Regions from separate parts of the Mus musculus genome. Here region 1 is linked to region 2. Evidence: chromatin contacts called from public HiChIP or PLAC-seq data. All regions are on one chromosome and are shown on one strand. Each heading gives the region's core, a stretch centred on a gene start, on an enhancer-like site or on the middle of the called end of the contact. The rest is flanking DNA. Distances are from core to core; before and after follow the strand shown. Region 1 overlaps Slc7a8 (solute carrier family 7 (cationic amino acid transporter, y+ system), member 8). Region 2 overlaps Dad1 (defender against cell death 1).

The links. HiChIP or PLAC-seq counts read pairs in DNA pulled down with a chosen protein or histone mark.
Region 1: a contact with region 2 is called in an H3K27ac HiChIP or PLAC-seq map of microglia, with 10 times the contacts expected there. The contact joins two enhancer-like sites. A contact is called at or near these places in 1 of 39 promoter capture datasets (hippocampal neurons) and 1 of 115 datasets of contacts at active chromatin or transcription factors (microglia).

Annotation. Positions count from the first base shown.
Region 1 is chr14:54,763,973-54,770,412 of GRCm38.p6, forward strand. The region is part of intron 1 of Slc7a8 (solute carrier family 7 (cationic amino acid transporter, y+ system), member 8); the gene reads right to left. Among named protein-coding and RNA genes, the nearest start is that of Slc7a8, 15 kb to the right of the region's middle. Within about 2 kb of position 4,454, at least 42 of the 459 cell types and tissues checked have an H3K27ac peak or open chromatin away from gene starts, as enhancers often do. A contact at or near this core is called in microglia, where this site is marked.
Region 2 is chr14:54,230,251-54,235,874 of GRCm38.p6, forward strand. It overlaps Dad1 (defender against cell death 1), which reads right to left. Exons shown (of 3, transcript NM_001113358.1): 3 at 5,235-5,463. Among named protein-coding and RNA genes, the nearest start is that of Dad1, 21 kb to the right of the region's middle. Within about 2 kb of position 3,216, at least 138 of the 459 cell types and tissues checked have an H3K27ac peak or open chromatin away from gene starts, as enhancers often do. A contact at or near this core is called in microglia, where this site is marked.

The DNA of each region.
Region 1 (6,440 bases), core at 3,204-5,703, 530 kb after region 2:
CCCAGAAGATGTCACCTCAATGATGCTGGTCTCTTCTTAATCACCGCTTATTTCTTAGCTCCAGCTAACCAGCATCAATAGTCCCAGTAATGCAAAGTTTTTGCTTTAGTAGTTCTGGTATCTTGTTAATCACAGCTGATTCTTCAGCCCCAGCTAACCAGAACTACAGAATCTTCACAATCAAAACAGCAATGGCCCTGAAAAGAGTCTTTAATTTTCCCTCTGAAATTTCACAAGCCAGGCCTCCATCTTCTGCACTGTTCTCAACATTATCTTCCAAGCTCCTACCAAAACATCTGACAGAGCTCTTAACAATGAATGGATCTTCAAGCCCAAAGTTCCAAAGTCCTTCCACAGACCTCCCCAAAACATGGTCAGGTTGTCACAGGAATACCCCACTCCTGGTACCAATTTGTCTTAGTCAGGGTTTCTATTCCTGTCCAAACATCATGACCAAGAAGCAAGTTGGGGAGGAAAGGGTTTATTCGGCTTACACTTCCATACTGCTGTTCATCACCAAAGGAAGTCAGGACTGGGACTCAAGCAGGTCAGGAAGCAGGAGCTGATTCAGAGGCCATGGAGGGTTGTTCTTTACTGGCTTGCCTCCCCTGGCTTGCTCAGCCTGCTCTCATAGAATCCAAGACTACCAGCCCAGAGATGGCACCACCCACAAGGGGCCTTTCCCCCTTGATCACTCATTGAGAAAATGCCTTACAGTTGGATCTCATGGAGGCGTTTCCTCAACTGAAGCTCCTTTCTCTGTGATATCTCCAGCTGTGTCAAGTTGACACAAAACTAGCCAGTACAGGAGGTATCATTATCCCCATTTTACCATCGAAGAAACCGAGACTTCCAAGGGTATCACAGCTGACTTAGCAACATCTAGATTGGAGACCTGCACCCTACTTCAAGACTGTTGTGCAAATAAAAGACTTCCCCACATACACACACCATCCTTCCACAATCCACTGGACCGCAGTGAGTGTGGTCTTATAGAGAGCTGGAGGGCAGACTCAATGTCCTCCCCTTGGGGCAGTCCTATGGTGGTGACATAAGCACCCTGCTAAGTGTCTCGATTCTCAGAACTGCTTTCTGAAAATTGCTAATAATCTGTTCTGCCCCGCATGATCATTCTTTTTTTTTTTTTTTGAGACAGAGTTTCTCTGTATAGCCCTGGCTGTCCTGGAACTCACTCTGTAGACCAGGCTAGCCTCGAACTCAGAAATTTGCCTGCCTCTGCTTCCCAAGTGCTAGGATTAAAGGCGTGCGTCACCACCACCCGGCAGCCTGCATGATCATTCATTTTTACTTCTGTGAACACTGAGGCTCAGAGAGAGAGAGAGAGAGAGAGAGAGAGAGAGAGAGAGAGAGAGAGAGAGAGAGAGAGAGAGAGAGAGAGAGAGACTTGGTCAAAGTCACATGCTGTGTGTGTAAGCAGCTCAGTCTGGTGGGGAGACCGAGTTATCAGACTCCAGGCCCAGGGCGTCCTCCAGACTCCACGAGACTTCTCCTCTGGCAACAACACCGCACAATGCAGCTCCAGGGCCTTTAAAATGCGTACATTGTCCAAAGGAAGCCTCAAGACAGGAGAACTAGGAAGGAACCTTTCAAACTCGATTGGAGTCTTTCTTGATAATAGAGGAAAGAAGTTGACATCTCTGGTGATTCTCCCCCCCCCCCCCCGCTTTTTTTTGACTCTTAGACCGGTTGTCCAGAGCAGTGGTTCGCAGCCTTCCTAATGCTGTGACCCTTTGATACAGTTCATGTAGTGGTGGCTCCACTACTAAAATTATTTTGGTTGCTACTTCATAACTGTAATTTTGCTACGATTGCAAATCATGATGTAAATATCTGTATTTTCCAATGGCCACTCATACAACTTGATACAACTACTGTGAAAGGGTCGTTAGACCACTAGAGAGATCCCGTCCCACAAGTTAAGAACCACTGGTTTAGAGGGTCACTTAAGAATGTGATGTGTCACCTTTAATCCCAGCACTTGGGAGGCAGAGGCAGGCAGATTTCTGAGTTCGAGGCCAGTCTGGTCTACAGAGTGAGTTCCAGGACAGCCAGGGCTATACAGAGAAACCCTGTCTCAAAAAACAACACCCCCCCCCAAAAAAAAGAACGTGATGCGTGCTGGGCCTGGTGGTGCTCGCCTTTAGTCCCAGCACTGAGGAGGCAGGGGTAGATGGAACTCTGAATTTGTTGTAGTTCGTCAAAAGACCCTTACTCACAAAGACCACAGAGACCGCTGCCATCGCTGCAAAACGCATGAGGATTTTTATTGATCCAACATGTTGGGGACTCTCCTCTCAGCACACAGGCCAGAGGAGAGGCCAAGAACAAAGAAAGAACACATTTTCTATACCTTTGTAAGGGGCAGATTTGAGCAACAGGGTTCTCATTGGTGTCATTGATTGGTTTGTATAGTGACTAAGTAACAGACTCATGGCCAGGAGAGAGGGGGGCTGAGAAGACACATGGGGCAGGGAAGGGAACCCATGGGGCAGGGGAAAGGGAAACACCATTAGGCAAGTATGAAAAGCAACCAGGGCAATGAACACCATAGGACACTCCTGGCCGGCCACTCCCACAGCCTCCTCTATCTCCCCTTCAGCAGCCACAACATCCAGGGCCACTGACTTCTCAGGGACCACCCCTCTTTTGCTCTGGGTTTCCTGAGCTCATTCCTCCCTAGGTTCTAGGTCCATGGGCGGGACCACTGTGACCTGCTGGCTGCTCCCTGGAGTTGGAGTGGGAGGCAGAGCAGCTGAGGACCTGAAAGGAAGTGGTCAGCATAGTGACCTGACAGGATTCTTAGGTTTATTCCAGAGGGCATAACTCAAAAACAGTCGCCAGTTGTTAGTCCAAGTCCAAACACAAAGAGACACACAAGACACACACAGAAACCATTTTCAGGCAACCACCATAGAATCACAGTACCACAGAAATGACAAACACAAGCAAGACCAATACAGGGCGTCTTACACGCGATTTCCAGAGAAGCCTGACACTATCTGTTCCAGGCATATACTGAACCCTAGCTGCTGCTGGGTTGAGAAGGACTGTTTCAGATCCAACTTCCCAGCTTGACACCGGAGCATCCTCCAGTGTTGTGGCCTGCAACATTTTGGCACGTCTCACTGTCACTGCGACCAACCCAAATGGATCTCTCTCCATGGGAAGGCCCCCAGAACCTGAGACCGGCCTAAAACCAAACCAAGATAATCAGTCAACCCTTTGGGACCAAAACCAGACCTGAAACCAGACAAACCAAAAGCAAAACAGAATCAGAAGGTGGTCTAATGGAGGACACACAAGTGAACAAGACAGACAGACACACAGACATACAGACAGGCAGGGAGGGATTCCACTTTGCCTCCGATGTACGGTTTCTGTGTCCCACTGAAGAGGGTCTTCCCAGCCAAGCACCAAATGTTGTAGTTCGTCAAAAGACCCTTATCACAAGGACCACAGAGACCGCTGCCATCGCTGCAAAACGCATGAGGATTTTTATTGATCCAACATGTTGGGGACTCTCCTCTCAGCACACAGGCCAGAGAAGAGACCAAGAACAAAGAAAGAACACACTTTCTATACCTTTGTAAGGGGCAGATTTGAGCAACAGGGTTCTCATTGGTGTCATTGGTTGGTTTGTATAGTGACTAAGTAACCCTTTGGCCTAGTGACTCACTTTGCCTGCCCCCATGGTGGGTTATTATGATTTGGACAGCAAAGTAATAGTACATTAACGTCACAGCTATTAACGTCAGGGGAATTCTCCCAACAAGGTCAGGGTGGTGTGTGGTCTTTGTCAGAATTCAGTGTGGGGCGGGGGGCAGGAGAATTGCTAATCTTGTTATGGCTATTTTTTTGAGAACAGCTAATATTATTTTGGTAGCTGCAGGTTTAATCATTTTGACCGCTAAAACTATGTTTTTACATTTGTTTAGTCAGGCAGCTTCCTTATCTGGCTCTGCACTTTGCCTGCTAGTACAGTTTGGAAAGTCCTTTTTGAAGGGGGAAGGTACTGGGTGGTCTTGAATTCATTTTGGATATTACAAGTTCAAGGCCAGCCTCGTCTATAAAGCAAGTTCTAGGGACAGCAAGGGCTACACAGAGAAACCCTGCAAAACTCTGTCTCAAAAACCAAACCAACCAAACAAAAAAGTATGTGATGCACACCTGCCTGCTAGTGCCAAGTTGCCTGAGATCAGGGTCCTAACCCTGCTTCCACCCACACTGGTTAACACCGCAATCATCGTTAGATCTTTAGTGAAAGCTAGATTTTAGGATGCCTGGACAATGAGGCTAAGCTAAACTTGTCCTGTCAGAGAAAAGCCATGTAAACCATTTCAATAAAAAAGAGGCCAAGTTGTAGCAGTGGGCAAGTCTTCATAGGCAAACGGCCAGAACGGAGAAAATGTTCACTTGCTGCACGTAATCACTAACTTCCTCATGCATGTGACCCCCTATTCCGGCATTACTCATACTCAGGCTTGTTCACACTCGAATGCTGTAGCCCTCAAAGAATTTCCTAAGAAGAGAAATTACAGACTTGTAATGCCCAGCCTTAGATCCAAAAGACCTTGGCCTTCCTTACTCATGCAAGACTTCATGTCTAGCCACAGCTTCCTGCTGGGTATCAGAGCTGAGGCCACCTCCCTGAAGTGACTGTGACTTGTACTTCTCCAATGGGTGAGTAGGAGAATATCCATGCCTTCAGACCTGGGGAACGGTGTGGAAGCAGGAACCTGGGATCAGGCTTTGGTCCTTACTCCCAAACCCGTGAGCTCCCCAGGTACCTTCTTCTGTAAACACTTTCCCACCAGCACTGGACAAACAGCTTCTCTGGAGGTGGGAGTATGCTATGATGCCGACACACGCCCTGTTTGGTTGCAAATCCTGCAGACTAGAGATGCAGATGGTGCCACAGGACTCTGCAGTGCTGGATTCCTTGCTACAGTGGACACTAGACTCAGAGGAGCCAGAGCCCTCACCACTCATAAGCCACGGGACTCCAGTTTTTCTGAGACTCATTTCCTTCATGTTCACAATGGGAATAATGGCTCTTACCCCACCTACTTTGCTGTGGGGATCAAGGCAGCTTACACCTCTGTAAGACACTCTGTAATGCATGAAATGCTAAAAAAAAAAATATTAATTACGAGCGTTTATAGTAGTAGAGTAGAGACAGAGTCCAGCCAGAGATGAACGCAGCAGACTGGCTTTGGAGGCTTGGCTACCAAACAGCACTGTACAGCCAAGACCATGAGGCATCTTCTGATTCATTTGTCTATTTGTCTAGGTATACATTTTAGATGATGCAGTGGGGCGGGCAGCAGGTAATTGCATCTCAAGAAGTATTTATTGATCGCCCACTCTCCACATGCCTGCTTTGAAAGGTAATTGGGAAGTACTTGTTCATACATGGTTCTTTAGAGAAATAGATGGAGCGAATCACCACCCACCAGTCACTGAAAGACAAGCCTTGTGGCCTCAGGGGCTGCAGAGCTGAGCCCTGACCGGTTCCTACCCAGGATCCACTCAGTACCTCCAGCATCTCTATCTTCCTTGGTGCGTTAAAGCCAGGAACAATTTTGCTCCTACCTCCAGGACACAACTGGCAATGTCTGGAGACGCTTCTAGCCTTCACACTGGAGTGAGGGGACCTCTGGGACTTAAAGTATCAAGGCCAAGGATACTGCTAAAGATCCAACAGTGACCAAAGAATCTCCCATAAAAAGAAGGATCTGGCCCAAGAAGCAATAACATCAAGGTTGAAAAACTCTCATCGTCCCTGAAACTTCAATGTTAATGTCTGGCTAATCCCAAACGTCTCTTTCAGATTCAAAGTTGGGCTTTGTTTTACTTAGCTACACACAAAAATGTATTATCTATGGTAATAAAAAATAACTGATCTTTAAATTAAAAAATTAGCGTAAAATATAACAAAATGTATTCCTGTGACGATTTAAGTATTTTAAACAGTATTTGTTTACTTTTTCCTCTGTGCACTTGTATATAGCTGTGCATTTTCTATGGTGACATGTAACGGTCAGAGGACAAATTTAAGGGGTTGAATCTTTCCTTCAAACATGTAAACTGGGGATTGAACTCAGGTTGTCAGACTCTGGGCAAATGCCTTTACCCACTGGGGTATCTTGCCAGCCTTAACAATTTTTTTTTTGAGACAGTCTTACATAACCGAGGCCCTGAACTCCATCTGTGGTCAAGGGATGACCTTAATTTCTCATCTCCTGTCTCCACTTCTTTTTGTTTGTTTGCTTTGAGACAGGGTTTCAGTATGTATCCCTGGCTGTCCCAGAACTCACTCTGTAGACCAAGCTGGCCTCAAACTCATAGAGATCTACCTGCCTCTGCCTCCCAAGTGCTGGGATCAAATGTGTGTGCCACCATGTCTGGCCTGTCTTCAC
Region 2 (5,624 bases), core at 1,966-4,465:
CGCCACCATGCCTGGCGCAAGACATGATTTTTATCGACTCTAGGGCATCCTTCCTTCTCCTTGCTGACCCTGGCTGAGTTATTCCAATGATATCACATGAGCGGGCAACATCCTCGTCTAGAATCCCGAGTCACGATAGTGTGTGCTTGCTCAACATCAAAGCAAACATTACCTCCTTCGATCCTACAAACCTGAACCAAGGCAGCGCATTTCTCTGCCCCTTTGACAACTTAGGAAACATACGAACTGGCTTATATAAGACCACGGTGGGCCGGGCAGTGGTGGCGCATGCCTTTAATCCCAGCACTTAGGAGACAGAGGCAGGTGGATTTCTGAGTTCGAGGCCAGCCTGGTCTCCTGAGTGAGTTCCAGGACAGCCAGGGCTACACAGAGAAACCCTGTCTCGAAAAACAAAAAAACAAAAACAAAAAACAAACAAACAAACAAAAAAACACGGTGGACTAGTCCGAATGCCTTGGTTTCCCACCAAACAGAGCGAACACGAAGTCCTAGTGCTAGGTGCAGCCATCAGCTAGGCAGGGCCCCCAACCAGACCAGTTTCTGACATTCTGCTTCAGTGACTCAGCTGTGATTGTGTGCACTTACTTGGTTCCTCTTTAGGACTGAATTAGAATGGCAAACCCGAGCCCTGTCCACTCCAGGGAGCATGGGTGGACAGGGCTCCCCTGCTGAGGGAATACATAGCATAATAGATGCATAAACTGTAGGCTCAGTCTCATGGCGGGGATGGTGTGGCGCGGTGCCCTGTGACGGTCAGAGAACTTCAATAGTCAGTTCTCTACCTCTGCGTGGAAGCTGGGGGGGGGGGTCAATCTCAGATCACCGGGGCTGCGCAGAAGGGGTTTTTACTCTCTGAGCCACCTTGCCAGCCCCGTGGGTCAGAAGTTCAGTGATAAGGCAAAATCAGAAGACAAGATGACTCTGTATACAAAGGCACCTAGTGACGCCCTGGTGACCCAAGCTTGAACCTTAGTACCTACATGGTACAAGGAAAGAACCGACTCCTGCCAAGATGTCCTCTGACACACTCACAAACGCGCACGCACGCATACAGAAAGAAAACCACACCCTGTCAGAGGCAGAGGACCGTGGATCCTGGGGTGCCCGGCTCCAGCGGATCTATCGACAACCCAGCTCCTGCACCCGAGGCGCAGGGAACATCTTAGAAGGGGGTTGGGGGCACAACGACTGTAAGAACCAGAGAAACAGGAAGTGTGCTCTGAGATTGCGTCTTAGAAATGTGAGGGGGGATTCTCCAACCCTAAACAAGGAGCGCAGCAGCCAAGCAACACTGACAGTGGGAAACATTCTTCCCCAGGGAGAAGCCCCCCAACCAGCTATCCAACACCAGATGGTCAGCTCTGAAATCATAAGTGTGTGTGTGTGTGTGTGTGTGTGTGTGTGTGTGTGTGTGCATAAACATACACACACCTATCACAATTAAAAAGGCCAGAGGCCATGAATTTGAGAAAGTATTGGGAGGAGGGAAGTAGATGAGAGGGAGAAGGAGGGAAGGGGGAAATGACATAATTTTTTTTCTTTCTTTTTTTTTTTTCCAGGCAGGGTTTCTCTGTGTAGCCCTGGCTGTCCTGAAACTCACTCTGTAGACCAGGCTGGCCTCGAACTCAGAAATCCGCCTGCCTCTGCCTCCCGAGTGCTGGGAATAAAGGCGTGCGCCACCACGCCCGGCAATATTTAATTTTTTAAAGCAAAGTGGTCCATCCCTGTGAGAGCAGCAAGAATGGGTCCCTAGTGAGACCTCTCTCCTCCCACTGGCCAGCGAGGTCCGTGGCAAGACCCCGTCCGGCTGGATATGGTGCTGAGGGAGGAAGCATCATGTGAGAGATGCCAGTTCTGCTGCCTTCCATGAGGGCCAGTGAATCTGTAGCTGATGCGTGAAGCATCACCGCTCCCAGACTCATTAGTCATTAGCTCATCCAAAGCAAATAAATGCTTTGAGTCAGAAAGAAGATTCACATCCTAACACTGGCAACCCAACGCTCCACCTCCCCACTTGGAGAAAGGAGACTACATCCCTGTGAGATTAGAGAACCTCACGGGATCATAGAACTTCAACAGCAGACGGGAACAGGCACTTGATACTGTGCGAGACACACAGGGCATAAGTGGGTTTACTCACCCCCTAGACAGCGAGGCTGCTTCTTATCTTTATAGCCCATGCCTACTGGGCACAGCCCAGGCGCCTAATTAATTATTTACAGAATTGTACAGACAGAGGGTCCTCTAAGGTTCAAAAGACAATATGTAGCGGAACACAGTCTCAATTCAACACTTTACATCATGCAAAGCACATTCCACAATACCGGGCTGCCCACATTAGGAAAAAAAAAAATGTGTGCTCAGACTTATAAATTCAAAATTAAGTAAGTAAAATATTTCTGTCTAGTCTGACAGAAATTCTCATTTTTTTCTTTCTCACTAAAGTTCTTATTCAAGGTAAAGGACCACACATACCCAGGGGAAAAAAAAATTTTTTTTTTTTTTAATTAGCTATCGTCTTATACTGGCTAGTTCTCATGTCAGTTTGACAGTCTGGAATCATTTGGGAAAAGGGATGTCAATTGAAAAAAGTCCCCCTCAGATTGATGGGCAAGCCTGTGGGGGCATTTTCTTAGTAACTGATGAGGGAAAGCCCAACCCATTGTAGGTGGTGCCACCCTGAGCAAGCTGGCCCTGCTATAAGAAAGCAGGCTGAGCAAGGTATTGTAAGGCAGCAGGCAGCTTTCACCCCTGGTTTGAGCATCAGCTCCTGCCTTGCATTCCTGCCCCGACTTCCCCGATTCCCCGACTGATGGATTTCAGCTGTAAACTGAAACAAACCCTTTCCTCCCATGGGGCTTCCACCCCCCACCCCACCCCATGGCGTTTTATCACAGCAATGAAAACCCTAAGATAAATCTTAAGTCATGAGGCACCCAAACACTAGCCTAGACTTCCAGTCCACAACCCACCAGAACTACAACTGAGCTAGTAGCTTCCAGGTGCTGGAAACTAGCTGATGCTGGCTGGCTTGCTGACTTTCCCAAAGAAGGGAACAAATCTCTGTCACTTCCCCCAAGTATGTTCCAACAATCATAACAAGAGCGCTTTGTGGGCCAAGATCACAGACGTGATCAAAGAGCAGAGGTGCAGGCTGCCGGGAGAGGAAGCAGGAGGAACATTTGCATGCCGTGGTGACAGGAAGTGTGTAGGCAGAGGGTGCAAAGGGCTGTTTCCCACCACTGCCGAGCAAGGAACAATGTACAGTAGTTGTGGTAAATGGCTTGCAGCCCCACAGATTGAACACAGGAAATAAAAATAACCCCCCCCCCCACACACACACACAGAGGAGGTGTGAGCTGGAAGCTGCAGGAAACAGCAGGACATCCATCCCTCAGCCCATACAGTACCTGAGTCAGCAAAACCAACCCCTCCGCCCGGGGAGCCTTGTGGAAGGCCCTTCCCTAGTTGAGGAATAACCCACGGTTAGCCTCTCTGTGCGTATGGAACTGAGAGCCACAGAGCAAGCTAACTAAAGTCTACAGCAAGCCTATGGTGCATTTTCAAATTTGAACTCAAGACCCCTGAAAGTAGTTTGTACTGTTGTAAACGGTACAAACTCACAACAAGCTACGCCTGCCGCCAAGGCTAGTCCAAGGGGAAAATCACAACCCCGAGACAAAAGCAGATCTGCGCCTGGAAACTAGTACCCGGCCCAGGTGGCTCTAAGCCACTGCGAGAAATGTAAATCTTCACGCGTACTGTTGTGACGTCTTCCTTTGCTCTTAAAGTCCGATTGCTTTTCATATCTGAAATATCTGCTTATTGAATCCAAAGTAAACCTCATCCACTTCTCCGGGGAAAGCTGCAGGATGTCTGCACGAGTGTCGAGCACACTGATCGCTCAGCCATCCTAGTGAACTTCTCCTCAGTGCTAGGCCTTGGCCCACAGGACCCCTGCCAGGTTTTGTCATTATATTGAACCCAACCATTCCTAAAAGGCTTGTTAACTCACTCTGGAGTATGTCTAGCTAAGCAAAGAGCTAATAAAGAATGGAGAGGCTCAAGCTCTGTTAAGCTTCCGGGTAGTTGCAGGATACACCCAGAGCTGGAAATGCGGGCATCTCAGACTTCCGGGTGCACACCACCACCTGGCACCGTGTTAAAATGCAAAGCTTTGCTTCTGTCGCTTGGGGGTAAGGCCTGGGAGTCTCCTTTTCCAACAGCTCCAACAGTGGCCAGTACCACTAATGGCCGACTACCCACTGAATGGCAAGCCTCAATCATCCAGGATAGGGGTAGTCAGCTACACCCGAGACTGATTTGATCCAGTGTGACCCGGGCAACAGAAGCGTGAGTTCCTCAGCCTATGGCAGCGTGCAGTCCTATGGGAGGGCTTCTGGAGCACGGGTCATTTGGTAATCAGCTTCAGGGGAACACGACAGGGCTGTTCCCCATATATGGCAAACTTACTGCTCCTGAGAGACACAGAGCTCACTGGATACAGGATGCCTAGACTTCAGCCAGCAGACGCTACTCTACTCCGGCTTTGTCTTTAAAGTGATCTCCTGTGAAGACCTATGGTCTTAAGCACAAATCTGAGCTTCATTTCCTGACCTACTTCAGGAGAACTGGACCCTCTGAAGACAACTGTGACGTGAGACCAAGGCTTGTGAGGGAGCTTTGGGAAACAATGTGAGAGAAATCAACACCCGTGCACGCGCACACACGCCAGTCACATGCCACAGGCAGCACAGACAACCTCTCGTACACACAGAGTCACACAGAATGCAATACACAGACACACCTGCCTGCAGTCACAGTCACACCTCTCTCTCACCACACACACACACACACACACGCACACACACGCACACACACACACACTTTGCACTTGTTCTATACTGCCCAAGAGACACACATGTATTTCACTCTCCCAGAAGCTTATGGAAACGGACATAACAGGAAGAACACACAGGTCAGTTTCTGACAAGTGTTCACTGGTGCCGTTCCAGACAATGAAGGATTAATAAAGGATTGCCTGACCGAGCAAAGGACAAAGGACTGCCATTTTCCAGGTTGTCAGCAATGACAACTACTTAATGAAAACAAAGGTGAAGGGTCACAGGTGAAGAGTCACAGCTGGGAGCAAGTCATGAGAGCGCACTGAGCGGAGGGAAACGGACACACAAACATGAAGGAACGAATGGCACTTGGAGGCTGAAATGTTTTTAATATGGAAAGTAAGGGCTACAGTGAGGGGAGGCAGATTCTGTGTTAACAGCCGTACACTGTGGAGTTGGTCCGATAGAGCGAAGGGAGTTCTCTGGACGTGCCACCTCACAACCAGTGAGACTCGTAGTCAAGCACGAATCTGAAGAAGCCATGTGCAACAAGCTGCCAGCTCAAGAATGCTGATCCAGGGGACGTCAAAGAGTGAGCCTGAAAGAAGCACAAAGGTGTGTCATGTCCCAAATCCTTCCATCTAAACTCTCAACCCACATGACAGCTGCCGCACTCCTAAGTGCATCTCAGTGTTACATCCCAGGCTACAATAACCAGAACATGGCCAATGTTTCACAAGCGTTGTATGAGAGTAGCCT